Linked DNA regions of Mus musculus: regions 2, 3, 4, 5 and 6 are each linked to region 1. Evidence: chromatin contacts called from public Hi-C, HiCAR-type, HiChIP or PLAC-seq and promoter capture Hi-C data. All regions are on one chromosome and are shown on one strand. The core of a region is the stretch at or near the end of the contact, and the rest is flanking DNA. Distances in the headings are between cores, read along the strand shown. Region 1 holds the start of 6530411M01Rik (RIKEN cDNA 6530411M01 gene). Region 2 holds the start of Pabpc6 (poly(A) binding protein, cytoplasmic 6). Region 3 has its middle 37 kb from the start of Pabpc6. Region 4 has its middle 3.4 kb from the start of Gm51424. Region 5 overlaps Gm51424 (a long non-coding RNA gene). Region 6 overlaps Gm51424 (a long non-coding RNA gene).

What was found. Promoter capture Hi-C pulls out the DNA fragments that hold promoters and counts their contacts. A called contact is a pair of places that touch in the nucleus more often than the background predicts. HiCAR-type assays count read pairs that join an accessible place to other places. HiChIP or PLAC-seq counts read pairs in DNA pulled down with a chosen protein or histone mark.
Region 2: a contact with region 1 is called in a promoter capture Hi-C map of embryonic stem cells, with 4 times the contacts expected there. The contact joins the promoter of Pabpc6 here to the promoter of 6530411M01Rik in region 1. A contact is called at or near these places in 9 of 39 promoter capture datasets (the C10 cell line, cranial neural crest, embryonic stem cells and 4 more), 1 of 15 datasets of contacts at CTCF or cohesin (embryonic stem cells), 4 of 484 Hi-C or Micro-C datasets (cerebral cortex, embryonic stem cells and forebrain), 14 of 115 datasets of contacts at active chromatin or transcription factors (SST interneurons, VIP interneurons, embryonic basal ganglia and 5 more) and 3 of 9 other capture datasets (embryonic stem cells, liver and pancreatic islet).
Region 3: a HiCAR-type map of astrocytes shows a contact between it and region 1, with 7 times the contacts expected there. The contact joins the enhancer-like site here to the promoter of 6530411M01Rik in region 1. A contact is called at or near these places in 2 of 15 datasets of contacts at CTCF or cohesin (embryonic stem cells and stem cell-derived epiblast-like cells), 7 of 484 Hi-C or Micro-C datasets (embryonic stem cells, nephron progenitors, neural progenitor cells and 2 more), 14 of 115 datasets of contacts at active chromatin or transcription factors (VIP interneurons, astrocytes, a beta-TC-6 cell line and 7 more) and 1 of 9 other capture datasets (embryonic stem cells).
Region 4: an H3K27ac HiChIP or PLAC-seq map of neural progenitor cells shows a contact between it and region 1, with 39 times the contacts expected there. The contact joins the enhancer-like site here to the promoter of 6530411M01Rik in region 1. A contact is called at or near these places in 2 of 15 datasets of contacts at CTCF or cohesin (both in embryonic stem cells), 17 of 484 Hi-C or Micro-C datasets (astrocytes, brain, cerebellum and 10 more) and 21 of 115 datasets of contacts at active chromatin or transcription factors (astrocytes, differentiating embryonic stem cells, embryonic basal ganglia and 10 more).
Region 5: a contact with region 1 is called in a HiCAR-type map of astrocytes, with 4 times the contacts expected there. The contact joins the enhancer-like site here to the promoter of 6530411M01Rik in region 1. A contact is called at or near these places in 1 of 484 Hi-C or Micro-C datasets (cortical neurons), 9 of 115 datasets of contacts at active chromatin or transcription factors (astrocytes, embryonic basal ganglia, embryonic forebrain and 3 more) and 1 of 9 other capture datasets (embryonic stem cells).
Region 6: a Hi-C map of forebrain shows a contact between it and region 1, with 18 times the contacts expected there. The contact joins the enhancer-like site here to the promoter of 6530411M01Rik in region 1. A contact is called at or near these places in 2 of 39 promoter capture datasets (hippocampal neurons and stem cell-derived epiblast-like cells), 12 of 484 Hi-C or Micro-C datasets (cerebellum, cerebral cortex, forebrain and 7 more), 11 of 115 datasets of contacts at active chromatin or transcription factors (SST interneurons, embryonic forebrain, embryonic hindbrain and 4 more) and 1 of 9 other capture datasets (embryonic stem cells).

What each region holds. Positions count from the first base shown.
Region 1 is chr17:9,166,141-9,170,466 of GRCm38.p6, reverse strand. 6530411M01Rik (RIKEN cDNA 6530411M01 gene) reads left to right here and starts at 2,445. Exons shown (of 3, transcript NR_027881.1): 1 at 2,445-3,180. Gm52287 (a long non-coding RNA gene) reads right to left here. Exons shown (of 2, transcript XR_003952250.1): 2 at 592-4,326.
Region 2 is chr17:9,667,205-9,671,530 of GRCm38.p6, reverse strand. It overlaps Pabpc6 (poly(A) binding protein, cytoplasmic 6), which reads left to right and starts at 1,827. Exons shown (of 1, transcript NM_001163836.1): 1 at 1,827-4,326. The coding sequence starts at 1,911. The coding sequence ends at 3,842.
Region 3 is chr17:9,630,653-9,634,978 of GRCm38.p6, reverse strand. No RefSeq gene overlaps it. Among named protein-coding and RNA genes, the nearest start is that of Pabpc6, 37 kb to the left of the region's middle. Within about 2 kb of position 2,223, at least 29 of the 459 cell types and tissues checked have an H3K27ac peak or open chromatin away from gene starts, as enhancers often do. A contact at or near this core is called in VIP interneurons, astrocytes, forebrain and 2 more, where this site is marked.
Region 4 is chr17:9,577,561-9,581,886 of GRCm38.p6, reverse strand. No RefSeq gene overlaps it. Among named protein-coding and RNA genes, the nearest start is that of Gm51424, 3.4 kb to the right of the region's middle. Within about 2 kb of position 2,261, at least 54 of the 459 cell types and tissues checked have an H3K27ac peak or open chromatin away from gene starts, as enhancers often do. A contact at or near this core is called in astrocytes, cerebellum, cerebral cortex and 9 more, where this site is marked.
Region 5 is chr17:9,534,722-9,539,047 of GRCm38.p6, reverse strand. The region is part of intron 2 of Gm51424 (a long non-coding RNA gene); the gene reads left to right. Among named protein-coding and RNA genes, the nearest start is that of Gm51424, 39 kb to the left of the region's middle. Within about 2 kb of position 2,142, at least 13 of the 459 cell types and tissues checked have an H3K27ac peak or open chromatin away from gene starts, as enhancers often do. A contact at or near this core is called in astrocytes, embryonic forebrain and stem cell-derived neural progenitor cells, where this site is marked.
Region 6 is chr17:9,426,342-9,430,667 of GRCm38.p6, reverse strand. All of the region lies in intron 3 of Gm51424 (a long non-coding RNA gene), which reads left to right. Among named protein-coding and RNA genes, the nearest start is that of Gm51424, 150 kb to the left of the region's middle. Within about 2 kb of position 2,052, at least 28 of the 459 cell types and tissues checked have an H3K27ac peak or open chromatin away from gene starts, as enhancers often do. A contact at or near this core is called in SST interneurons, cerebral cortex, forebrain and 1 more, where this site is marked.

The DNA of each region.
Region 1 (4,326 bases), core at 1,196-3,695:
TGAGCTGAGAGCAATGAAATCAGGAGGCTGGAAGAAGAGTTTAAGCAGCCCTTGTTAGATACCACCCATGCTCACTGTGCCTTGCCTAAGTCAGTCTAGATGGCTGTCACTCAGGGTGCACTGAATAGTGTTAAAACAGGAAGCCCCTTTCCTCAGGGCCCACAGCTTGTAATTTATTGGGAAGAACCTCTTTCTCACTGATAATGTCTCTGTAAATAGACACAGGAAATTTCCTATAAAAAGTCAGCCAGTCTCAATCACATTCCTCATCTATTGCCTCCCACTTCATTGCTTAATACAGGCGTAGGGAGGGCTGTCTCAACTACTCGGTTACAGCCAGGCATAGGCACACTTTTAAAATAGTCTATATGTCAAGTCAAGGGAGTGAATGACAGAGGAAACCTGGTCCATGTGTGCATTGGCGCAGAGCTGTGCATCTGGCTTTAAACCCCTTGCTTTGCACTAGGATCTGTTTGTCCATTAAAGGGGGATGACGAGGCACACACACCCAGCATATTCCACAGCAGACCACACTGGTGAAATGCGTTCAACATCTATTTAGGACAAACTGCGCCTTCTTCCACCGGATGGTAGCGTCCAAGCAAATCTTATTTCAATTTCATGCAATTCATTAATGCCACAGCAAAAGGCCATTAAGTATTTCCAGGACTCTTTAGACTGTTATACTTGGTTGAAGATTAATCTAAATATGGAATCTAAATTTAAACACGCAGAAGCATGCCTATCTCGTCTTTCTCGGGCGTCAATTTCCACGATTCCATTGACAATACTGCGTTTTTAAAAATATCTGCTCTTTTTTGGTGTGTTTTCTGATGCAAGCTCTTCAGAAAGCAGGAAAAAAAATAATAACGTAGGATCAAAGAGTCTTAAAAACCGGTAATAGAAATTCCATAGTGACTCTGCAGCACCATCTAGTGTCTCGGGAGGTTATGACACTCTTTCTGGCAAGGCAGATCTTCATTGATGCTCCCGGAATGCTGATGAGAAAAATCCCACCACCCCTTTCCATCTCGTCAATTAAACCCTAATTTAATTAAACCTGTACAAGGCCAACTGCCATCAATTTGTTAAATCCTATAATTTCCCAAACTCCTCTACTTTGAAAAATCATTAAACCATTAAAATACAGCTGGGAAGACCTGGAGAATCTCTGACTGCGGTTTTAAGGACAAAGTGAAATTTGGCTCTGGGCACTATCTCTAATCATATTATGTTAGAGGGTATTTCAAAATAGTTCTGGGGGTAAATTTTTATTAAATATGGGGAGATTGTGAATGGTCAACCAAGCAAGAGTTGTTTGTTTGTTTGTTTGTTGTTAGACAGGGTCTCATTTTGTACCTGGCTGACCCAGAACTCATTATGCAAACCAGGCTGGCCTTGAGCTCACAGACATCTTCCTGTCTCTGTTTCCCAGATGATGAAATTAAAGGCTTATGCTTCCTCATGCTAGGAACTAGTTGCAAAAAAAACACTTTCAACCAACATATTGTGTTTTGGTTGTGGGGTAATATAGACTAAGAAGCTCAAAGACGGGGGAAACACACATACCCCCTATTTTGTTCTGTGATTTCCCCCACGCCTTTAAACTTTATTTTTCTTTTTTATGTAAGCAGGATGTCCCATTCAGAGAATGGTGACCTCTGAATTAATGTCATAGATTTGTAGTAAAAGGGATAGATGCTAGTCATGTATGATTATAAATCAAAGATGTTGTTCTGGGGTCAGTGACACAGAGGGCACATAGGACCACTCTGATGAGGGAACGGAGTTTCACTGTGGTGGGAGCCCAGAGCTCTGCTGCCATCTGCTGGTCCAGCATGCATGACACATGTGATCCATCTTTCCTTAGAACTAGTCTCATTTTAGGTCACAGCTCACCTTGGGCATACACGAACCTGTCAGCCCTCTCTTTGTATTCTGATTCATCTTAGCTGCAGGCATCCCACAAACTGGCAGACACGCAGAGAAACATTGAGAGCACAGGTGGAGGGCGGGACGGACCTAGTGCCCTATTTAAACTGATGGATACATTTAAATGAAATATACACGAGTTAGGGAAGGATGTACCGAGCGAACCCGTGGTAAATTTCAGATCATTATTTGATGCCGCTACTTCGCCGTTTGTCTTCTTTGCCCTCGCGCGGTAAACCAATGTGCCCTTTGCAGTTTGACATGAATATGGTTTATTTTAGCTAAAAATCCAAGCCGGCCCTAGTCACTCTCGCTGTGAGCATTTTCAGGCTCTCCTTGCAATCCCAAGAGTACAGAAAATAAATTTGACACAATGTTTCTTTTGTCTTCCCCCACCCCCCACGCCTCTGGCCAATTGATTCGGAGCTCTGTTTCTGTCTTGCCACTGCTGCCTCCAGGTCGAGCTGAGATTTCCGTAGCTTGTTAAGCTAATTTGGGTGCTGAGCAAGGACAAGTCCAGAAAGCAGATTCACAAAGCAGAGACTCACAGAAGCGGGGCTGTTGTGCTATGCTGTTTAGAAGCTGGCAAACGTGCCCTGGATCCTCCTCAAAACATCCGGCTGAGACAATGCAGTTTCGGGCTCACAGCATTGTTCCTGGAGAGACCTGAAGATCCCTGGAGGCTCCGGAAGCCATGCAAGGAGCGACCCCAGGGGAGCTGTGGTTCCCAGGCCTCAGAGGTGAAAGACAGTGGCTTGCAAATGCAGCGCCTCAGAGGTGAAAGAGACAGTGGCTTGCAAATGCAGCAACAGCATCCCATGAGTGCAGGGGAGCGCTCTGGGTGGAGCAGAACAGTAAAGTTCATAAATTCAGCACGTCAGAGCAGCCTGTCTCCCCTATTTACTCTGCAAGTCCGTGACATCGCGAGCGCTCGCTACTTTACTTTGTCTTAATGCTGGCGCGTTAACCTCTGAACGGTGACTTTCCAGCCACTAGCCTGGAGGCTGTAAGGTGCTTCTGTGCCTATTTTTAGCCTCTTTTCCGCGAAGAAAAGAGAAAATAATAATGTCTCGTTCCGGGGATCCTTCTCAAGCATGCACAGGATCCAGGAGGCAACAGTAACATCCCTAAGGAGCCAGTCTCAGAAGCAGGTGTGGGGCGCCCTCTCTCTGTTATCAGAGAGGGTGCCGGAAAGCAGCTGGGCCACAGCGGGGCACTGGGCAGGATCGCTACGAGGAATTCAATAAGGTTGGCTGCAGAGTTTCAGAGAGCAAAGTGGGGGAGGGGAACTCTGAGTGTGCTGTGCCTGTTCCCTTTGGGCTCCTCTGCCCACTGTGCTGTCTCAGAGGGACAAAATCAAGCACAAAAGAGCCCTAGAAATGTGTCATGTGGGCCACACCCCCAAACCCCCGACCCCGTTCATTTCTGAACAGAATTATCAGAGCAGATGACCTTTTTCTAAAATGGTGCTTCTGAAATGAGTCTATCCTTTGTTTTGTTATCAGAATCATACGATGTGAAATTAGAGAAATGTGTGAACGCAAAAGGATTCTAGATGAAACCCACCCAGAGCAGTATTTTCTGTATTTTGCATTTTTCACGTAAACTCCTTGATTATGTACATATACATGTATGAGGAATGTTGATGCATGGGCTGTGTCTATATTTTTTCATAAAGCATCTCACATATTACCTTTAAATGGCTGCCATTTCTTATGGAGTAGTGTGCATGTGTGAATGTGTATGTGTAGATAATATTTAGATATAAGGATAATAAGTTTATCTATATTTTAATATTGGTCTATATTCATATTTTTCTGGGCTCCGTTCTCAGCAGTAGAAATGATAGCACCTGTATTAATACCATAATGGTTAATATGTGTATGTGTATATGAATATATATACACATACTTACATGTGTGTATATATGTATATAGATGTGTGTGTTCTGTATGTGTGAGTGTGTTGTATATGTATAATCAAAATGCTTTCACAAAATGAATGGAGTAAGCATGGTGATACAAGCCTCGTGGTAATTCCAGGACTCACCCAGTTAAGAGAAGTGAATGCCTCACAGTTAAAGGTCAGCCTGGATGACCAGTAACTTTCAGGTTAGTCTGTTTTAAGATTTGAGACCATGTTTGAAAACCAAACAACACAGCAGCAAAAGATAAACAAATAATTTGACCGTCCCCAGACTATAAAACACTGACGCGCTGAACCGCTATTAATGTTCATTACATCTTTTAATCTTTGTAGATTTGATTTAGAAAAAAAAATAATTTATAGAGAAAAATAAGCTCTCCCTGTTCTCCATGATGGGAAGAAACAGGAATGGAGCCCCGCTGTGATGACTGTGGATCAAGAAATCCTAGAAAACAGAGCAAAACTCAG
Region 2 (4,326 bases), core at 578-3,077, 500 kb before region 1:
AGTTGTAGATGGGGGATGCCTGTCTAGCATGTACAAGGCCCTGAGTACTTTCTTCACCACCACAGAAAAAGAGGGAGGGGAAGAGAATGTCCCCGTACACAGCTGATATTGGTTAAATAGAGAGTATTATTTAACATATTAATTTCATGCTTTTCATAACAGTTTAGAGCTATTGAGAGATTCCAATTTCTAATGAATTGGCAGCAAAATGTACATTCAGGCAAAAATCTTCAGGGGTTATGAAACAGCACGTTATAATTTATAATTGGCAAACAAAAGTGACCTTCTTTGTGTTGCTTGGTTTCTCAGACATTCAGTGTCTTGTTAAGAAACATGTGGTGTTACTGGTGGCATTGAAGACATATTATACCATTGTGCATATAAAATATTTTGGAAAGTGTAAACATCTATTAACACCCAAATGCACTGATGATAATAATAAATGATCCCACTACAGGGATGATGCTGGAGAGATGCTTAGGATGAAGGGGAGATGCTCTTCACGCATCCTCCCTTCTCCCAGAGCTATGCCCTTGGTAGCTTATTAGCTATATTCTGCCCTCCCACCACCACCACCACATAACACAAACATCCCCAAGCCACTATCTTCCTGTTACTAATTAGTTGCATCTGGAATAAAGTATCTGTCAATGGAAAGCCGATTCATAGCTCTCTTAATTATGAGTTTTTTTTTAAATTAGACTGAAGTATGAAATTTGAGACCATGGTACGTTACTCATATTTTTGATGCATTAATGTGAAGCACTTAAACAGGAGACCACTTCTTTTTGTATTCTAAAAAAACAAGCAAACAAAACCCAAACAACAACAACAAACCCAGAGCATATAAGTAAAACAGCCAAACTGAATGATATCACTGTGTCCCAAGTGGCCCTCAGAATAATTATTGACTTCCTCAACAGCCTTCACAAAGTTTAGTTTCTCCCTTTTACCTTTGTGTTTGTACTGGGGTGTTACCTACATTCAAGAGAACACCCCTCTTCACAAACACACACACTAAACACAATCTATTGACATCTTCATCTTGGACTTCCAAGTGAGAAATAATATTTTTGATGTTTATGGTAATTTGCCTTTGCTACTGCATTGTCCCGGATGGGGACTTTCAGTTTGATTAATTTTTAAGCTCTCAAAATCATCTTCTTGGTCTGTATTGAAAGTTTTCTTTTGCAGTATGAATAGAGAGTTACCTTCAAAGGAATCTCTCTCTCTCCCTCTCTCTCCCTCTCTCTCTCTCTCTCTCTCTCTCTCTCTCTCTCTCTCTCTTCCTCCCTCACCCCTGCTCATCCCAAGTGTGTGTGTGTGTGTGTGTGTGTGTGTGTGTGTGTGCGCGCATGTGTATGTTCATATTCATGTGTAATCAAGACTCTAGTTTGAGCTAGAATATAACAAACAGGATTATTCACTGAGATTATTTTATTTTATTTTATTTTATTTTATTTTATTTTATTTTATTTTTTGCTTGCAGGAAATAAATAGCTCCCTTAAAAGCATCTTTATCTGCCCCTGAGGTCAGTGCAGAGCATATAAGGTGTATGCTTCAAGCTCAGAACAAACACGTATCACCCCACTCCTACTATTTAAAAAATAAATAAAAAAGAAAGAAAAAGAAATCCTCAAATCAGAGCATTCTCCACCGGATACTTTGATTAAATAACCAGCCACAACCAACCGAACAAGACCAACCAGCACCACCAGTGTCCGGAACCCAGGTAGGGAGGCTGATTTCTACCCGGACAACCAGCTTATGGCATCACAGCCCCCATTTCCCAACCGGAAGCAGCCCGCCCGTGCCGCCGACCTCCGGGTTCTTGGCAGTTGAGGGCCTTTCCATTCCGGTTGCCTTCTGTTCCTGTGCTGCTCCTGCTCCCTGCTCAGCCTTTGCAGACATGAACCCCAGCGACCCCAGCTACTCTTTGGCTTCACTCTATGTGGGGGACCTGCATCCCGACGTGACCGAGGCGATGCTCTATGAGAAGTTCAGCCCGGCAGGGCCCATCCTCTCCATCCGGGTGTACAGGGACAGGATCACCCGCCGCTCGCTGGGCTACGCGTCCGTCAACTTCCAGCAGCTGGAGGACGCCGAGCGGGCCTTGGACACCATGAATTTCGACGTGATAAAGGGCAAGCCGGTTCGCATCATGTGGTCTCAGCGGGACCCGTCGCTGCGCAAGAGCGGAGTAGGGAACATATTTGTGAAAAATCTGGACAGATCCATTGACAGTAAAACGCTGTATGATACGTTTTCTGCCTTTGGTAACATCCTTTCCTGTAAGGTGGTGTGTGATGAGAATGGCTCCAAGGGTTACGGCTTTGTACACTTCGAGACACAGGAAGAAGCTGAACGAGCAATTGAGAAAATGAACGGGATGTTCCTAAATGACCACAAAGTGTTCGTTGGTCGCTTTAAGTCTCGTAGAGACAGGCAGGCTGAACTTGGAGCCAGGGCCAAGGAGTTCACCAATGTTTACATCAAGAATTTGGGAGAAGATATGGATGATGAGAGACTCCAGGATCTATTTGGCAGATTTGGGCCTGCCTTAAGTGTTAAAGTCATGACTGATGAAAGTGGAAAATCCAAAGGATTCGGATTCGTAAGCTTTGAAAGGCATGAAGATGCACGAAAGGCAGTGGAAGAGATGAATGGAAAAGACCTCAATGGAAAACAAATTTATGTAGGTCGTGCTCAGAAAAAGGTGGAACGACAGACTGAACTGAAGCACAAATTCGGGCAGATGAAGCAAGATAAGCACAAAATTGAACGGGTACCACAAGATAGAAGCGTCAGATGCAAAGGTGTTAACCTCTATGTGAAAAACCTTGATGATGGTATCGATGATGAGCGTCTCCGGAAGGAGTTTTCCCCTTTTGGTACGATTACTAGTGCAAAGGTAACGATGGAGGGTGGGCGCAGCAAAGGGTTTGGTTTTGTATGTTTTTCCTCTCCAGAAGAAGCCACCAAAGCTGTTACAGAAATGAATGGTAAAATAGTGGCCACCAAACCACTCTACGTAGCTTTAGCTCAACGCAAAGAGGAGCGCCAGGCTCACCTCAGTAACCAGTACATGCAAAGAATGGCAAGCACCAGTGCCGGGCCTAACCCAGTCGTCAGCCCTTTCCAGCCAGCGCAGGGGCCGTCAGGTTACTGCATGACAGCTACACCAACTCAGAGCCGTAGGGCATACTGTGCTCCTAATCAGACTACTCAGCAAGGACCAAGTGCCCGTGGGAGTGCTCACGGTACCAGAGCTCATCCATTCCAAAACATGTCTAGTACCATCCACCCATCACATACTATGCCATCATTTAGTACTTCAGGACCCACTACCTCACAGGCTATACGACATCGTACTGCCAGCACATCCACACAGATGATGGGCCCACATCCTGCAGCTGCTGCTGCTGCTGCAGCTGCTCCTGCCACCCGCACAATTACCCAGTATAAATATACTGCTGGAGTCCGAAATCCCCCTCAGCATCCTAATACACAGCCACATGTCAGCACGCAGCGGTCTGCTGTTCCTGTCCAAGGTAAAGAGTCTTTGACTGCCTCCATGTTGGCCTCTGCTCCTCCTCAAGCTCAAAAGCAAATGTTAGGGGAATGGCTCTTCTCTCTTATTCAGGCCATGCACCCTGCCCTTGCTGGTAAAATCACGGGTATGCTGTTGGAAATTGATAATATAGAGCTACGCCACATGCTTGAGTCTCCAGAGTGTCTCCACACCAAAGTTGATGAAGCCATAGCTGTACTGCAAGCTCACCAAGCTAAAGAGACTTCACAGAAAGCAGTCAGCAGTGTTGCTGGTGTCCCAAATGCTTAAAGATGAGCAGGTGAATGCATAAAAACCCCTGCTTCACTGAAGAAAAATATCTAGACATTGAAAACCCATGACAACAAAAAGAAAACTAGAAACTAAATGAAAGGGAAAGGAACTTATAATCTCCTGTGCCAAGTCAGAGTCAGGTCTAGTGAGCAATGCAAAGCCCAAGCCACTTGGTTTAAGACAGCAGATAACAGAAATAGTGACATTTAAGAGCAAATTAATGTTATCGACTTTGGGGAAATGATTTTCTTTTTAGGAAAGTGCAAAAATTTAAAGCATCTCTTACTTCAGTTGTAATTCAAATAGCTCAAGATGTCATTTCTAAGTAACAGAACTTGTACTTGAGCAAGGACCATGATTTGGATCATAGTATCCTTGCTTTACTAAAGCTTCCTTAAAGAGTAAAAGTGAAAAAAATAAAGGCATCGCTGTTGGCTAATAATACCTCTGAGACTTCTAGAAGGCTACTCATGTCGTGTGG
Region 3 (4,326 bases), core at 974-3,473, 460 kb before region 1:
CAGTCTCTAGGGAAGGGTGTGGGTCTTCATAAGACAGTGCCATTGTGGGTTTCCTCAATTAAGAACACAAGTGTAGGCTCAAGCCTACACTTTTCCAGCTTTGAAAGCTCCACATTATTTTTTCTAGTAGAGGCTGAGATCGCCTCCAATCTGTCAGATACTCAGTAAATTCTTGCTGAGGGTAGAGTTAAGCATATGTTTCTTCAGCTATTTTTTATGATTCTTAAGCTTTCTGCACATCCTGTCCAGGTCGTATACTTGTACCTGTCCCCCTTGAGAAGGAGATACTACAGGATTTTAATTGTCTCCTGGCTTCCATGTAAGTTACATGTGTTGTTTTCAAGCATCTTTCTCCTGATTCCCTTCCTAAATTTATCCCTTGGAGATCAGTCAAGAATTCATTTCAGTGTGTTGACCTTGTCCTGACAGCTGGAAATGCTCTGTATGCTTCTAAATTTCTCAAGATCTTGTGTCTCTCCACTCCTTCCTTGTAAGGTGCATTAGACTACTTTATCACAATTGTGTCCCCAAGAGAAACCATTCTCTCTTGCCCAGTGTCATATCTCCTACTTTCCTAGGTTTGTTAAGAGTAGATTTCACACAGCTCTGAAGACCTAGGATGCCAAGGAACCCAGGCCTTTGATACATTAGACCTGGCATTGTGCATATACCTAAAAGGTTTTCCCTGGGTCAAGATAAGCAGAGACAGGAAATTTGATCCTTTCAACACATGCGCATGTTAGAACATGCATCTTGGTCAGCAGCTCCGGGGAAGCTTAACCATTGTCAGCACAAAGGATGCTTTCTGTATCTACGGCAGGACAGGTACCTCGTTGGAAAGCTCAGTTACATGCCAAATAAATAGTGCATCTGATAACTATTAAAATACCACCCCTGGTAATGGCACTTTAGGGCTCTTTCAACAAAATGAGGGGTTGCTGCTTGCCACCTACACAACAAGCAAGAGTCTGAACATCTATTGATAGGAAGAAGTGACTGAAAGGGGCTGAGGCTGCCAGACAGATGGCTTGTGAGGAAAGCACACCACACATACTTTTGAGTTATGGGAAGAATTTCTGTAGACAGTCATCCTGCTGCTTGGTTCATGATCTTTGTGATAAGACAAACTGTAGGTGTACAGGCTCATGCTAGTCCTGCCATGCTTGAAAGGATGCAAGGATGTCTGAGACTTATTAAGTGAACAGGAGGCAAGCCTTAAAGTGGAGATGGAAACTCCATGGTGACACCCTTAAAGATGGATTTCTTAGACAACCCAGGACCACTTACCCATGGGTGGTACTGTCCCTAGTGGAATGGGCCCTCCATGCCAATCATTAATTTAAAAAAAGAAAGCCCTATAGACTTGTCTATAGGGCAATCTGAAGAACTCATTTTTTTCAACTGAGCTTCCTTTTTTCCAGGTGATCCTTCCTGGCTGTGTCAAGTTGACAAAACAAAACAAAAACAAAACCAAACAACAACAACAACAACAAACCCACCAACTACTCAGCACATCAAATGATGGTGAATTATACTTTTCTTTATAAAGCAAAGCCTCTTCTAAAAACATGTTTTGTTCCAGGCACCATGAAGCTCCTTAAAAACACACATTATCTTGCTTAATGCTTGTAAAGAAAGAGAAAGGTCTACATAGGCAAAGTGTCTTTTTTGGTAGAACTGAATGTACTTTCCCCAGGGTATCATGCCCAGTAAATTGTCAGTATTTTGTCTTTTCATTCTGTTTTTTTGTTTTCTTCTTACATTGCAGCTTTTATTCCAAACCCTTTAGAGACAATGAGTCCATTCGCCACACCATCCCAACGACGCTGACTTTAGAAACCCCGGAAGGCCATCTGAGCTGTCAGTAACTTGTTCCCGTTCTGGGGCGGGACCATTATTGGGCACCACGTTCCTCTATCTTTCCCACACAGCTGCACCCTGCTTTGAAATGCCAGAACTGCCATCATAAACTAATGGGAAAGTCTAAACTGACATCCCTGGCGCCTTCTTAAAAATGCTGCTGCTGCAGTTTGCTTTCTTTGGTGATAGATCTTTAGAAATGCACAAGGAACTCGAAAGTGACCCGAGTTGACAAACCAGCACAATGGAGGGAAGACAATTCTTTTCCACAGGAACATTTGGACTCCTTTCGATGCTCTGCTGCACGAGCCAGGAGCTGCTGAGCGTGTGCTGTGGTTTGAATGTAAAATATCCCCAGTAGCTCGTGGATTTAAACAGTTGGTCCCCTCAATCAGTGGTTCTGTTGTGGGAAATGGAGTCTTCAGGAGGAAGCCAAAGGGAGCACACTTGCGGATTCATAGTCCAGCCTTCCTTCCTTCCTTCCTGTCTGCTGCTTGCTTGCTGAATGCAGATGCAATGGGGGGAGTTGCCCGAGTCCTATTGTCACTTTCTCCTGCAACTGTGGGCTACAGTCCCCCAATCTCTGAACCACAGGCCCAACGAACCATTCCCTTCTTTAAGTTGACTTTGTAAGGTGTTTCGTAACAGCCAAGGAAGAAATTGTTCCAGCTCCCATATGACCTTCCTAAGTTCGAGACAGACCAGGTTAGCATTCTGTCTGTGTACTGACGATGACTGCTCCTGTTTGCTTTGCCTTCCTTGGCAAACAAATGATGAACTGATTTGTTGCTTAGAAGTGACAAATGAACCGGCAGGCTTTTGAAGTGGCAAACTGCCAGGCCCACAGATCTCCATTCAGAAATACAGCAGCAAGATTCAGAGAGACTCAAGCCTCAAATGTAGTAGGCCTTACTGGACTCTAACTGACATTATATGTCATCTATTAAAATACATGGGAGGTAGAGTTGCTCCAGGGAGAACATAGGAGAAGAAGACTCATCCTGAATATTGCTGACTCTGTACATGTAGACTGCACTAGAAAGTGAAACATTAAGTATGGGGACTGAATTATAATATTAATTATTTAAATCCTGGCCCAGGGTTTCCACCCCTCCTTGGTTATTGGATTCCAGGATTAAAAACACACTCACGGCATTTATATTTACAGTAAGCCTTAACCAGCACAGTAACTGGGCAGCTGTCTACCCTCCATTCTGTTGAATCTACTCTCCTATCAGTAACCCTGAATCACTACTTACTACTTACTAGGTTTCATCTGGGCTGCTCTTAACTCCAACAAGTTAGCCCACAGGGCTACATTTTTATGCCTCAGCTAACTCTTGGTAGCTTCTTCTTGCTGCTGCTGCTTCTTCTTCTTTTCTTCTTCTTCTTCTTCTTCTTCTTCTTCTTCTTCTTCTTCTTCTTCTTCTTCTTCTTCTTCTTCTTCTTCTTCCTCTTCCTCTTCCTCCTCCTCCTCCTCTTCCTTCTCCTCCTCCTCCTCCTCCTCTTCCTCTTCCTCCTCCTCCTCTTCCTCCTCCTCCTCTTCCTTCTCCTCCTCCTCCTCTTCCTCTTCCTCTTCCTCCTCCTCCTCCTCTTCCTCCTCCTCCTCCTCCTCCTCCTCCTCCTCCTTTCTCTTCCTCCTCTCCTCCTCCTTCTCCTCCTCCTCTTCCTCCTTCTTCCTGGTTCTCTTCCCCAAGCCCACAAAACCTAAACCTCAACTAAGTCTCTTCTGCCCAGTTATTGGCTATTGGAATCTTTATTTACCAATCACAATTAACAGGGGACAGGGTCACTTAGCTAGTGTCTATGTGCAGACTCTCTTGTTTCTGGGGCAACCAGCTTTTGAGGCCCAAATTAGCATTAGAATGCAAGCAGCTTACAAGGCCAGCTTACAACACTGAATTCTTACAAAGACCATGGAGTCTGGGTGATTAGTTGTATGGGTGGTAGCCCTGATACTCAGAAAATTTATGATCCCTTCCATTTCTATAAAAAATAACTTTAAAATTTTTATTTCACAACCGGTACTGGCACATGCCTTTAATCCCAGCACTTGGGAGGCAGAAGCAGGTGGATTTCTGAGTTTGAGGCCAGCCTGGTCTACAAAGTGTGTTCCAGGACAGCCAGGGCTATATAGAGAAACCCTGTCTCAAAAACAAACAACCAACCAAACAAACAAACACACAAAAAATATTTCTTCTATGAATCTGGTCTGAATGTTTTATCTGCATGTATGTGTACTGTGTGTGTGCAGTGCCTTTGATGGCTAGAAGAGGCAATTTGGTCCCCTGGAACTAGATTTACAGGCATTTGTAAGCAGCAGTGTTAGTGCTGAGAAGAAAACACAGGTACTAGGCAAGGACAGCCAGTACTCCCAAACACTGAACCCTCTCTCCAGGCCTCATTGAAAAAGAACCTTATGATGTTGTTACCCTTGGATGATTAAAATTGAGACCCTCTCTCTTC
Region 4 (4,326 bases), core at 1,012-3,511, 410 kb before region 1:
AGACACGTGGCCTCTCCACTTACTTGAGGTCACTCTGTTGCCAGTGTCTCCTTGTCCTTGTCCTTGTCCTTGTCCTTGTCCTTGTCCTGATTGTCTTTGTCCTCTGTGCATTGTCTCCTTCTCTCTCAGCAAAAGATTACAACACCAAGCTCTTAGTGTCTCCCGAGGCGCAAATTTGATTCTGTCCCTCTGTCCCCTTCTCTCTTCTCCCTTCCTCCCTCCCTCCTTCCTTCTGTCCCCTTCTCTCTTCTCTTTCCCTCACTCCTCCTCTGTTCCCATGTTTTCCACAGCAAAGAGACCAGGAGTTAATGCAGGCTGAGTGGATTTATAGCCAGGAGCCTCAGATCACCAAGGAAGCTGTGAGCCTGCTTAATGTGGATTCTCTGTCATTTGTGCCCAAGGCTCTTGTCTCTACTTGTTAGAGGTACAAAAGTCCTTGTGCCCACAGATCACTAGGGGAACTAGGAATGTTAAACACACAGGACCTTTTCTCAACGGAGGTGATAAAATACCTGTTTTCCTTTCCAAACAGCTGAGAGTGATTTTGCTGATGACCCAGTGACCTTTATGCTACCTGTAGAGGCAGACCTCACCCAAATTTCCCAAAATGATTGTCTTAGACTCTTCCATCCCCAGACCATTACCTATCCCTTCAGCGAGATGACTTATGCATGTTTTTGCCTGGTGACCTCTATGCTGTCTCAGTAGAGACCTCAATAGATACTAGCTCTTTTAGCTATAGAACTCACCTTCATAATCATACGTTCTTTGTAAAGCAGTTGCTATCTAGTCATACCTTAAGTTTTATTGTACAGAGCACAGAGTTCCCAATGAAGGAGCTAGAGAAAGTACCCAAAGGAGCTGAAGGGGTTTGCAGCCCTATAGGAGGAACTACAATATGAACTAACCAGGTACCTCCAGAGCTCCCCCGGGACTAAAACACCAATCAAAGAAAACACATGGTGGAACTCATAGCTCTAGCTGCATATGTAGCAGAGGATGGCCTAGTAGGTCATCAGTGGGAAGAGAGGCCCTTGGTCCTGTGAAGGTTCTATGCCCCTGTGTAGGGTAATGCCAGGGCCAGGAAGTGGTAGTGGGTGGGTTGGGGAGCAGGGGGAGGGGAGAGAGGATAGGGGATTTTCGGAGGGGAAACAAGGAAAGGGGATAACATTTGAAATGTCAATAAAGAAAATATCTAATTTTTTAAAAAAAAAAAGGGAAAATGTTTTATTGTACCCCTAGGACTGGATGGATTGTTGTCTAATTATACTGTACTTTAAATATGTTGGCAATGACGGCCTGGCCTTAGACTCCACAGAAGACTGATCTAGGTTCAGGAGGCCAATCTGCACTGGCTTTCATTCTTTTTTTCTTTGAGGTTTACCACCTACAGCGACCCACAGGGTCTTTCTCACCTACTGCCTAATCCAGGCTCAGTTCCCTTCCCAGTTGTTCCTCTGAGGACAATGACTTCCCTCAGGCCGACTTGGCTCTTTGCAGATCTGAGCACTGAGCATAAATGACCAGAGCACTGTCAGATCTAAAGATTTGTGAACACGCTTGCCAATTCGGACATTTTCTGCCTAGGCTGGCACACTGGTCTTTCTATGCTCTATCCTGTCAGGAGTCAGCTTCCTTGGGGGTTTTCATGCCAAACCGACAGAATGGGAGCTGTCTGCAGGCATCCATTGAAATGTAAATGGACCTACACCACTGTTTTCCAAATTGAGAGGCACCCATACACAAACGTCCAATGCTAATGGGGGCTCTGAATTAGAAAAAATATTCCCAAGTTAAATGAGTTTGGGAAATGCCACACTGCGTTGGGGGAATTATCATGAGCAGCACACTAAATAGTCTGTGAGAGTCTTTACTGAAGAGTTTCATTGTGTTGCATAGCCAGGACTTGCAAATTTATTTGGTCCCAGGCAAGACCTCTTTGCAGATTAGAACTCATTAACATTTTGCTGGACACTTGGATTCTGTTTATCTGGAGTTGAGAGGCCCAGAGACTTAGCTTTCTCATGGGGTCTCTTCCTAATCTTATGCCTCAGTAGGCAATGGAAGACATGGCTTCCTGCTATTGTTTAATTATTTTCTTGTAATTCGGGGTCATTCAATGATATCAGGGGTGTTTGCTAGTGAGACTCGGGCTGTAAATATATCACCAACCCCACTGCAAGCTTCCTGGAAGCCCTAAGCCCTCAGTGGCTTTTTCCAGACTGAGCCTGTCCTGTCTCACCATTTAGCCTGGGTAGATTCCTTAGATCTTACAACCTTCCCTTCTTAGCCCTCTGGATGGCTCCAGAGCTCCGGGCTTTGACAGGTCTGTCTCAGGGGTCCATGTTTATCTGTCTGGACTGCCATAATTTCATGTCTTCACGGAGCTGGTTTGATTCAGTGAACAGACAAAAGTAAAGTGCCCTTCGGCGATTTCTTTTTCTCTTTGCTAAGGTATTGACAGGGCCCCCCAGGCTGTTCATTTCCCTTATCAATATGAGTTCCATGTTAATTCTTCCATTTAATGTTGAATTAAATGAAACCCTGGGAGATCTGATTATGGCTCAAGAATGCCCAGAATGTAGTCAGTAATAGAATTCATCTAATGACCAATATTTAATCTTGTGTCAAGAACTTTGTGACAGGTGAATCAAAACAGAGGACAGTGTTTCTATCCATCTCTGAGCCTATAACAGATGTAAGGGTGTGTGTGTGTGTGTGTGAGTGTGTGTGTGTGTTGGAAAGATTAATTCAGAAGGTTGGCATGTTTGAGGCATTGTACTTTTTGAAACATCATTATACTGAAAGAGCTAAAGAACAGCAGTATGGATTGCTCTAGCAATCTATGCATATGCAAGGATAAACACACACACAGACAGATAGATACACACACACAGACACACACACAGAGATCCACGACATACATGCACACAAGCATACACATACATACACATGAATGCACACACACATGAATGCACACACATACACACACACACACACACACACACACACACATGAAGCTTCATGGCATGGCAGTAAAGGGACACGTTTTCAAAAATATTTTTAAAATGTGTTTTTAATTCTATATATTGTAGTATTCTTTAAAGAGTTATCTATTTTATTTTTAGCACACGTGTGTGTACCTGCAAGCATAATTTCTAGCACAAGCAACAAACATTTTTTAACCACTGAGCTATCTCTCCAGCCCCTAAAGGGATGTATTTTGGGGTAAACTCAAGTTACCACAAGTAAAGCGAACTGTATGAGGTAGACAAAAATTTGTGTTAATGTCTTTGTCTCTTCTGGCTTCCAAATTAAGGGCTAGGGGTGATATACTACTGATGCCAATTCAGAGAAAGAAGTCCCATGAAAAACGGAGAATATCTAACAGGGTAGGATGCTTCACTCACTGTCATTTTTTTATTGAGCCGCCAGGATAATGCGTATTCTCAGAAATGTGGGACTGAAGTTCATATCATAGCTGTCTGCTAAGAAAGAGCAAGAAGCCTGTTCAAGCTAGGAACCCTGCTGAGATCCTATATCCAGAGCTGTGCAGAAGCTCTGGGTGTCCATGATAAGCCACAGTCCCCTATAGTACTAGGAAGTGGGCTGGATCCTCCTAAAGTTATTACCTGTCTATGTATAATCTTATAAGGACCCATGAGGTCTGCTCTTGGGTGGAAATATTGATATGTAGGAGCAATCACACACTCAATTCTTCTTTCCTTTCTAGAATATTATTGAGGTAGAACAGAATGCTAGAGAAAATTGTGGAGACACAGGAAGAAAAAGAAAACCCTCACTTAGGAGCTTGATTGAAGTCAGCTAGGAATCAAGAATTCCAATAAAACTGGCAACATTTGCTTAAGGCCTTTCTTCATTCTCCCCAATAAATCTATACTCTCTATGAATCTCATCAGAAGTTTCATTTACTGGGAAAGGATATAACTTAAACCCCTTGGACAACTCAAGCGGCTCCTCCTTTTACCCTGTCAGATTTTAATGCCATCTAGGACACTCCTGAAGTGATCCTCTGATCACACTTATCAAAAAGAGGGAGAAAAGGACATTTTTTTTTTCAGCGACTTTAAGATGTCAGTTGATAGCCATTAAAATAGTGTACAGAAGACACACAGTGCTATGTTCCCTGGTAAGCCTGTCCTGCTCCCTACAATGTCTTATTTCCCCCAAGTAAGTACCCCCCTATCTCAACCCCGTTGTGTTCACTGTGTTCTCTGACACTGTGACCCTTTAACACAGTTCCTCATGTTGTGGTGACTCTCAATCATAAAATTATTTTCATTGCTGCTTACTAACTGAAATTTT
Region 5 (4,326 bases), core at 893-3,392, 370 kb before region 1:
AACTCTCACAACCTCAGCTCAAACTCTGACCTCTGTGGGTCTTAGCCTGCACTCTGCTCCGGGTCGGCATGTCCATCATCTTCAAGGGGTCTTCCATTGCTCCACTATCCCAGACAATCTTCTGAATCAGCCAAACAGTCTGGGAAATATTTTCTTAATGTTTGAGACTTACAGGAAGTCTGATTAATGCCTGTTCCCACCAAGAGTTATGTTCCTGAGATGCAGCTTTGCCGGTATATTTTCCCTATAATGAGATTCCCCAAATGATTTTCATACAAATAATGGCTCTTTTCAAGTAAAGAATGACATGGAATTTGCATGCAAACCTTTATTCAATAAATCACCTCCACTGATGGATACTTTCAATGCTGGCATTATATTTTCTAATGCAAAATTTAAATACTTCACTGTTTTATTGTGGTTTTCCCCCCTCACTGTTATGAGACTTCTGAAAGGATATTTTGTTGATTGCCCTACTATGGCTTATCTTCCTAGATTCCTGGATGCATAAATCAAATTCTATCTGCATTAGTAACTGCTCTGGGAGGTGTTTAATAATGAATAATGACAGAATGACTCAATGAGCCAAAGCTCTCAGTGATGCCTCTGCAGCCCTGGGAAGGCAGAGGGACTGTTTTAAAGTGTGGGGACTCTGTGGGACTGTGTCCCCAGGGAGGGAGCAGTGCCTTAGGAGGAAAGCCTGAAGTCATTGCTCTGCGGAAGGTCAGAGCTCAGTAATTGATTAGTTATGTCTTTTGACCTATACATTATTCCAATCGCTGAGAAAGGGATGCTCACCAAGAAGACACTCAGTGTCTGTAACAGGGCCGAAACAGGGAGTGTGAGCTTGTCTCCCAAGTCTGGGAAGCTATCTACTTTTGCCTTAGTTTCTACCACACCAAGCAGCCACGTTCTGGCACTTACCTCCGCGCACGTTCGATTCCATGTGGAGACCTTCACTTTATCAAGCAGGGTGTCTATTAGCAGCAAGTAACAGGAAATATTTTGGCATGCCGTTTCATTTCTGATATTGGCTAATTTTGTACACAGCTTTGACTTCGGAGGATACGCTGTCACGGGCCATTGCACCGTTCCCTAACGGTGTGTCTTGCTTCAGGGTTAATGTTGTCAGACTTACATCAAAACAAGTCGTGGCTAACAACTCTGTTTAGAGGGCCAGTTGTTCCTAAAGTTGACGAATGCTGGGAAATGATGGCTTTCTTTTTCTCACCAGGTAAACGTTTATGTCTACAGTTCTACCCTGCCTTATGTAAAGCCGTCAGCATCACACCTTGGAAAAGGGACGCTCACGAACTGCCTTTGCTTTTCCTTGCTGGGAAAACTCCTCACTTCTCATCTTTGAGATCCAGATGTTCCCTTTGTAGAAACCTGGGAGCTTTTGTTCGTTGTGCTCTTTCCATCCCAGCATGCCACTGTCTACAGAACTAGGGGCAGAATCCTTGCTTGAAATATTATTTTGTTTTGAAGTGCCTTGCACATTGGCACCATTTTGAATATGAAATATGTAGGTGATTTTTTTTTGTCTCACTTGACGATTTCTAAACTTTAAAAAGAATTTACTGAAAATTCACTTTGATATCTTTGTTTTATTCATAAAATCCTTGCTCATCTCTCTTAAGATGTTTCCACTGGCCCGTGGTCGCTCTCTTGGATTCACCATCTCGCGCGGCACGCGTACATTTAGCTGCACAGTAGCTCGTGGGCACTGCATCTCTGTCCTCTGGACCCCTCAGCTCCACTACTGCTTTCCGTTTTTGCCTTAATGTTTAAGCGTGCTTAAATTCTATGGAAACTTTCAAGTTCTCTGATTTCTCCCCTAGATGAGGGCCAATGAATATGAGTCCAGCTGAGCTTGGCATTTGGCGCATGTCCCGCTGTCAGCCTTCAGAGTACTGCTCTCCCCATCCTCCCATCCCTCTGCCCAAGTGCATTGTGGGAGTAGGCTCTGGATCATTTTCAGAAGGATTTCCCTCTACGTTTCTCTCTGACAGCAGGTTTAGATGTTGCTTTTGTATCAAGACCTCAGAAGGGATCCAGTTTCGTGTTCCTTTGCCCCACTTAGCTGAGAGGAGTTTCCACCATCTGTTTGTTGTCTTAGGCCCTAGTCTGTGGGTTCTGATGGAGCTAAGTGATTCTGACTCTTTTCCTGTAGTAGGCAGCTATAGCTGTTGGGGGTTCAGGTTTGCTACACTTCCCTTGAAGATGTGCTCACTGCAAGCTACCACCTTCCATTTTGTCTGATTGACGATGTGATGTCCTTTGCCTTAAAAAGAAGCTTTTCAGCTTCATGAGGTCCCGTTTATTAATTGTTGACCGTAACTCCTGTGCTACAGGTGATCTGATCAGAGAGTTGTCTCCTGTACTTATGTGTTCAAGGCTATTCCCCCCACTTCCTCTGCTACCAGGATCAGTGTATCTGGTTTTATGTCGAGATCTTTTGCCCATTTGGAATTAATGAGACAATCAGTGCTCTTATTTGACACTTTAAGTCTGTCTTCTAAAAGTCCCCATGCAGAAATTCATGAAGTCCTGTTGTCATTGTGTAACACTGGATGATTCTTAAATGAGCCACAAAGCCATCAACAGCCACAGGGTAAAACGCCCAAAGCTTGTTTGCCCACAGTTTCCCAACCAGAGCCCCTGGACCTGAGTCCATGCAGGTTGGTGGGAACTCGTTTCTTGCCATTGTTTTCAAAGTGTTAAAGCCAAAAGAACACAAATTCATGAGGATAAATGTTGCATGGAGTAATTAACATTTCTTATTTCTTTGTTTTGTCTATTACCATATCAATTCGGTGAGAGTAGCTCATGGTGTTCATGCTAATTAGTGGCTTTACTTGGGAACTATAAATGTCTCTTTGACAACGAACAATAATTTTGTAAATGTGGTCTGCTTAGTAATGAGTGTACTTTGTGCAGCAAAGTCCATGAAAGGGTATTTGTTTAAATTTCTGTTCACATTTGAGAATTCTTGGAACATCAATTATCATAAAGATTTCCATTCTGAATTTAGTAACTTTCAAAATTAGGGAAATATTAGCTGCTTCCATAATGCTCAATCTACAAGCACTAGCTTTAGTTTTTCGTGTTTTTTTCTCATTTGACATTATCTGTGTGTCTTTTGGTGTACATATGTTATTACTTTTGATGTAGTCAGAATTGTTACTCTGTAGTTTTGGGTTTTTATTATTTTTTAAATTTATTTTTACACTCCTTATTTTATCCCCCTCCCAATCCACCCTCTGACTGTTCCACATCCCATACCTACACCTCACACCCCTGTCTCCATGTGGATGTTCCCACCCCCTCACCCCAGCTGACCTCTAATTTCCCTGGGACCTCCAGTCTCTTGAGGGTTAGGTGCATAATCTCTGAATGAACACAGATCCAGCAGTTCTCTACTGTATGTATGTTGGGGTCCTCATATCAGCTGGTATATTCTGCCTGGATGGTGTTTGAGAGATCTCAGGGGTCCAGATTAATTGAGACTGCTGGTCCTCCTATAGGATCACCCTTCTCCTTAGCTTCTTTCAGCCTTCCCTAATTCAACAACAGGGGTCAGCTGCTTCTGTCTATTGGCTGGGTGCAAATATCTGCATCTGACTCTTTCAGCTGCTTGTTGGGTCTTCTGGAGTAAATTTTTGCATGATAATCGTAAGATTCTATATTTTATGACTCTGTGATCAGTGTGCATAGGCCTGATTTTCTTGTGTAATTTGATATGACACTACATTTAATCCTTCTGTGTCTGACTGATGACAGCTCAGTAACGGTGGTTTATATAGTCAGTCTCCCTGCTCTCAGGCTTCACCCTGTACACATGTAGTTTCTGTCCATGTGTGACACTGTCCCTTGATCTTTTTTTGTCCTGCTTGTCTGTATGGCTACATTCAAACCAGCACTATTTTGTTACAACTTCCATAATTTTACATTGAGCCGATCCAGTTCTGTAGTCCTAATTGTCTTCATTTTTAATTTTTATTTTCAGTGTCAACTTCCCAGTTTCATTGGAAGTCCTTTTGGCATCACTTCAGTCACATAGACTCTGCAGCACACAGAAGCTGACTTCTTCAGGATATTAAGTTATTTTGTACCTGAAACATTATATCTGTTTATTGATGTTTTCTTCCTGGCCTTTAATATAACTTATACTTTCATTCCAATCCAAATGTGCATCTTTTTTTTTTCCTGGATGCTTTTCTCCTGGTGATATGAGATTGAACTCAGGGCCTCATATGTGCTAAAGACAGGATATAGCACTGGACAGACCTCCAGCTCTGAGAACTCAATGCTTTTACAATCACC
Region 6 (4,326 bases), core at 803-3,302, 260 kb before region 1:
CCCTCCTGTTGAGAAGTACTTCCTCTCTTTCTGCTGCCCCATCCCTCCTGCTGAGGTGCATTTCCTCTGCCCCATTCCTCCTGCTGAAAGGCACTTCCCCTTTTGCTTGTGTATTTAAACCTTGGGCCTGGCTAATACATTTTGGGGTCTTGATACAACTTCAGAACGGTTTCCGTGTCATTACTCGTACAAGACCCTCGTCTCTCTCTACCCCCCATTTGGTTCTTAGGAGGAGGTCCCCTCGAGACCCTCAAATAACTGGACCTGCTGGACGGGTCAGTGTGTGTGTCTCAGGTGTCATCCGTTGTTCAGCATCTTTGCTTCCTTCTGCAGACAGCCATGTGCTATGGCTTCCCATGCATGCGTTTGCCACAGGAAACTGTCCTTCCCAAGAGTCTGGTTACCTGATGCAGATTTTAAACCATACGTAAAGTTTAAAAGTAGCAGACACCCTGATTTTCTATCAATACTGATCAAGCAATTCCTACGTAGGACACAGGTAAAGTGAATTCACCCAAGAAAATAAATGTTTGACTATAAAGGACAGGAAGAAGTTGTCCTTAGGTTTTCACATATGCCTTGTTGTATTAGAGTTGATACTAGTTGCCCACAAGTTCACCTAGCTGCCCACGATGTCACAGCTATTTAAATTCGAATTTAAATCCTAAGGAAAGTATTGTGTCTTTGGCAAAAACATTCATGTAAAATTTAGTGATCCTTCCATAGTGAATTGTGGCACAGTGGAGATTCTACATGCCTGCTGGCATCACAAATATCTCTTATAGAACATGCATGTCTACTGCAGATGCTGCTGTCCCCAGAGAGATGAAATGAGTGTCCATACTTGTTTCTCTGGTTTATAAACTATGACAATTTTTTGGCCTGCTTTCAATACTCTGGAAAAAAAAATGAAAACAGTAGCCTCATTTTAGGATGTTGTGGCATGTGAAAGCTTCTCTGTCATGTTCTACATGTCAGTGTTTCATGTGTGCAGTGAACTGAGACTCAGCTGGGTCCAGAGAACAGGGTGAGTTAAGTCAACAAGGCTGATTCAAGTGAGAACCATTTCACAGGACTGAAATGGCTAACATCTTTCCTCGTAAGACAGAGCATAGTCCTTCATGTGTGTTACATGATTGGCTAGCATGCAATGACAGAGTCAGTAGGTAGAACATTTATCTTTTTGAATAACTTGAGTGGCCATGTCTCCACCAGCAGTCCCTACCTTCTGTGTCTGGTCTGATAATTCCCCAGAAAGATGGGCCTTCCAGGCATGGCCCAGGTGAGGCTTAGGACGTACCCCGCAGTAACTAGATCATTACAGAAGGCCCTGCAGACGGAGGTAACAAGTCAGTGATGACAGGCCATGCATCATGCATTCACTGTCCATGAAGGACTCTTTTTTTTTTTTTCCATGAGACTGATTTATCACAAGAGAAGGAACCTCCTGGGTGATGGAGTTTATACCATGATTTTGCACAGCTCCCGCAGATAGAAGGATCTTGTCACAAAAGTCAGGAGCAAAGGAGAATATCTGACAAAGACAGTTGGGAAAACTATGCTCTCTCTCTTCTTGCTTGGGAATGCAGAAAGCATTTGCCTAAGGAGCTCTGGCATAAATTCAAAATACAGCATGTCTGGTAATTTCAATTTTTAACAGCCAAGTCCTTAAAGAGAAGCAGGGCTGGACTCAGGGAAGAGAAGGAAGGTAAATTTCAGATGCAAATGACATCTAGCTGTGGCAGTCTGGGGAGAGCATATTAAGATGAATACACGCTTCTGCAGAGGAATTTATAGTGGGTCATTTCAGGCTGTTCTCTGGTCTGGGAGAGTTTTCCTTGCAGACCCTGGGAGGGATGACGACACTGGCTGAGTATCAGTAAAGGGTGTCCAGTGTTGTCTTTTCACAATTCGCATCGTTAAGCCTAGTTTTATTGTTCACACAAAAACTGCAGCTGTTGGCTCAGGATGCTAGAAGATGCTTGGAGTCAGGGCTAATTAGCCAAATTATGAAGCCTGGGATGATCCACAGCAAGCACAAAAGATGCTGAAATGCTGCCCTGGAGGAAGAGCAGTCACGCCCTCTGCAGGCCAGAGCGTGCTGTGGCTCCGAGCCTTCTCCAGACCTTCCAGCAGACCAGCTTTTGGATCTGTAGGAACTGTCACATAAGATTCATGAACACAGGAAGCACACTGGAGACCTCCATTAAGGCAAAACAGGGGTAGGCTGTGTGGAAGAAACCAACCACAGAGTAGGGTATTCAAAAGTCTCATAGATACTGTTAGCACATGCTCAGAAAAACAAAAACAAAAACCAGCAAAACAAACAAAACAAAGATCGTCCCTCGTAGAGGAGAGCACAGCAGAAACAAGCACAAGCAAGGAAGACAATAAATGGACCTAGCTTGATGTTGAAGTACTTGGCAATGAATGATATAATTTACTAAAATATTGGGCACATATTATCAACTGAGACCAAAGCAGAAGGAAATGTACTGTGAGCACAGTGAGGAACGTAACTGTAGTTGGTTAAGCAGTAGACAGAGTCCTCTATTCAGGAGGTTGAAATGGAAAGTTTAAGTAAAGGAAGCTGCTTTGCCACTCTAGAGTCAGATGTTCAAACAGAACCAGAGCCTGTGGCAACCGGCAACCACCCGCATCCTCTGGGATGCTGGAAAAACTAAGAGGTCCCTCCTGCGTCCAACACCCTCCCCCCCCCCCAAAAAAAAAAAAAAAAAAACCAAACCCAGACCGAGGTGCAGTTCTCAAAGTTACAGGAGAGGGTGTTCTTGGGAGACATTTAGGCGGTAGAATCATTGCACCAGGTGACAGAGTGATGTAAAGTCTGGGAAGGAGAAGCCGATAGGCTGATGCTGGTGCCTGCTGTCTAATTTAGGCAGTGCTGTAGAAGGCAGAGTCCCACGCCCATGGTGAGGAAGAACAGATTTGAGAGGGAATACCATTCAGGACGCCATTTGGGTTTACAACAGCCTAACTTTAAATTTAGCGCTTTTGGGACTACCGGGTGTGGTGGTAGGCATCTGTGAACCCAGCATGGAGGGCACAGAAGCAGAAGGCTCGCGGCAAATTGTGAGACCAGATTAGACTACATAGAAGACCCCGTCTCAAAGAACAAAACAGACGTCATGAAGCAAGTGGCCGGGCTGTGAGATGGATGGATATGCTTGGTAAGGAGTTGAGTTATACGGTACAGCGAGCCATTGGATAACAAGATAGAAAAGAAAGGGCGGAATGAGATAGCAGAAGGCATTTCCGCTAAGGATCTACACCGTTCTGCATGGATAGATTTGCCTTAGCTCTCCCACTTCTCTGGGGAATTGTGTGATCTCCCTGTTTAACCGCAGAAGGGAGATCAGAGTAATTACTTAGCAGGATTGCTGTGAGCATCAACTGAATCCATTCATCCAGGGGCTTCCAATAATGCCTAGAACACAGAGAAGGCTAATTTAGTGGGCTTCCAACGACAAAAAAAGTACAAGTTCACCTACACTGGACAATCCAAGGACATACACATTACAGGAAGTCAATACAGAACCCTCTGTCAAATACAACAGGAGGGATGCCCAAGACATATACTGCTATTGATCGTATGGCCATGGAGTTAACACAATTAATTTATCTCTTTACAAGATGAGTACTTTTCAGACTTATGCATTCAGTGTGAATATTAAAAGGATGGTTTCTTACACTGGGTAGTGAATCACCAGCACAGAGAGCCTGTGTAACTGTGGCACAACATTGAGCAGCTCAGATAACATTTACCTGAGAACATATATCTGAAATTTTACCTACCGTTAATTTTAGAGATTATGTTGGGAGTTTTTCAAATGCTTGTGTATTTCAAACAGGATCTTAGTATTGAAATCTAGGCTGATCTAGGACGTGGAATCCTCTCTCCTTTGCTTCCCAGGTGCTGGTATTATGGATACAAGCCATTTTGATGATAGCTTAGAAAACTTGCATAACACAATTCTAAGGTGTGAGGAGCGGGTGTGGTGGCAGTCCCAAAGGCGCCAGGGACTGCAGCTAAGTCCTATGACTTGCACCTGACTTCCTCATATAAGCCACAAACATCTTGAGAGCTGCGCAGGTGTACCAGGATACAGGTGAATCCATTTTGATGGAAATATGCCCCTGCTGCCCTGATTGGCTGAAGCTGCGTACCTGGTGAGGTGGCGTGGCCTGTTGTGCGTGGATGGGAACTGAGAGTATAAAAGAGTGAGAGGCCCAGGGTTCAGGGGAGATATAAACAAGGGAGATATAAACAAGAAGAAACAGGACTGAATAAACGTGTGCAGAAGGATC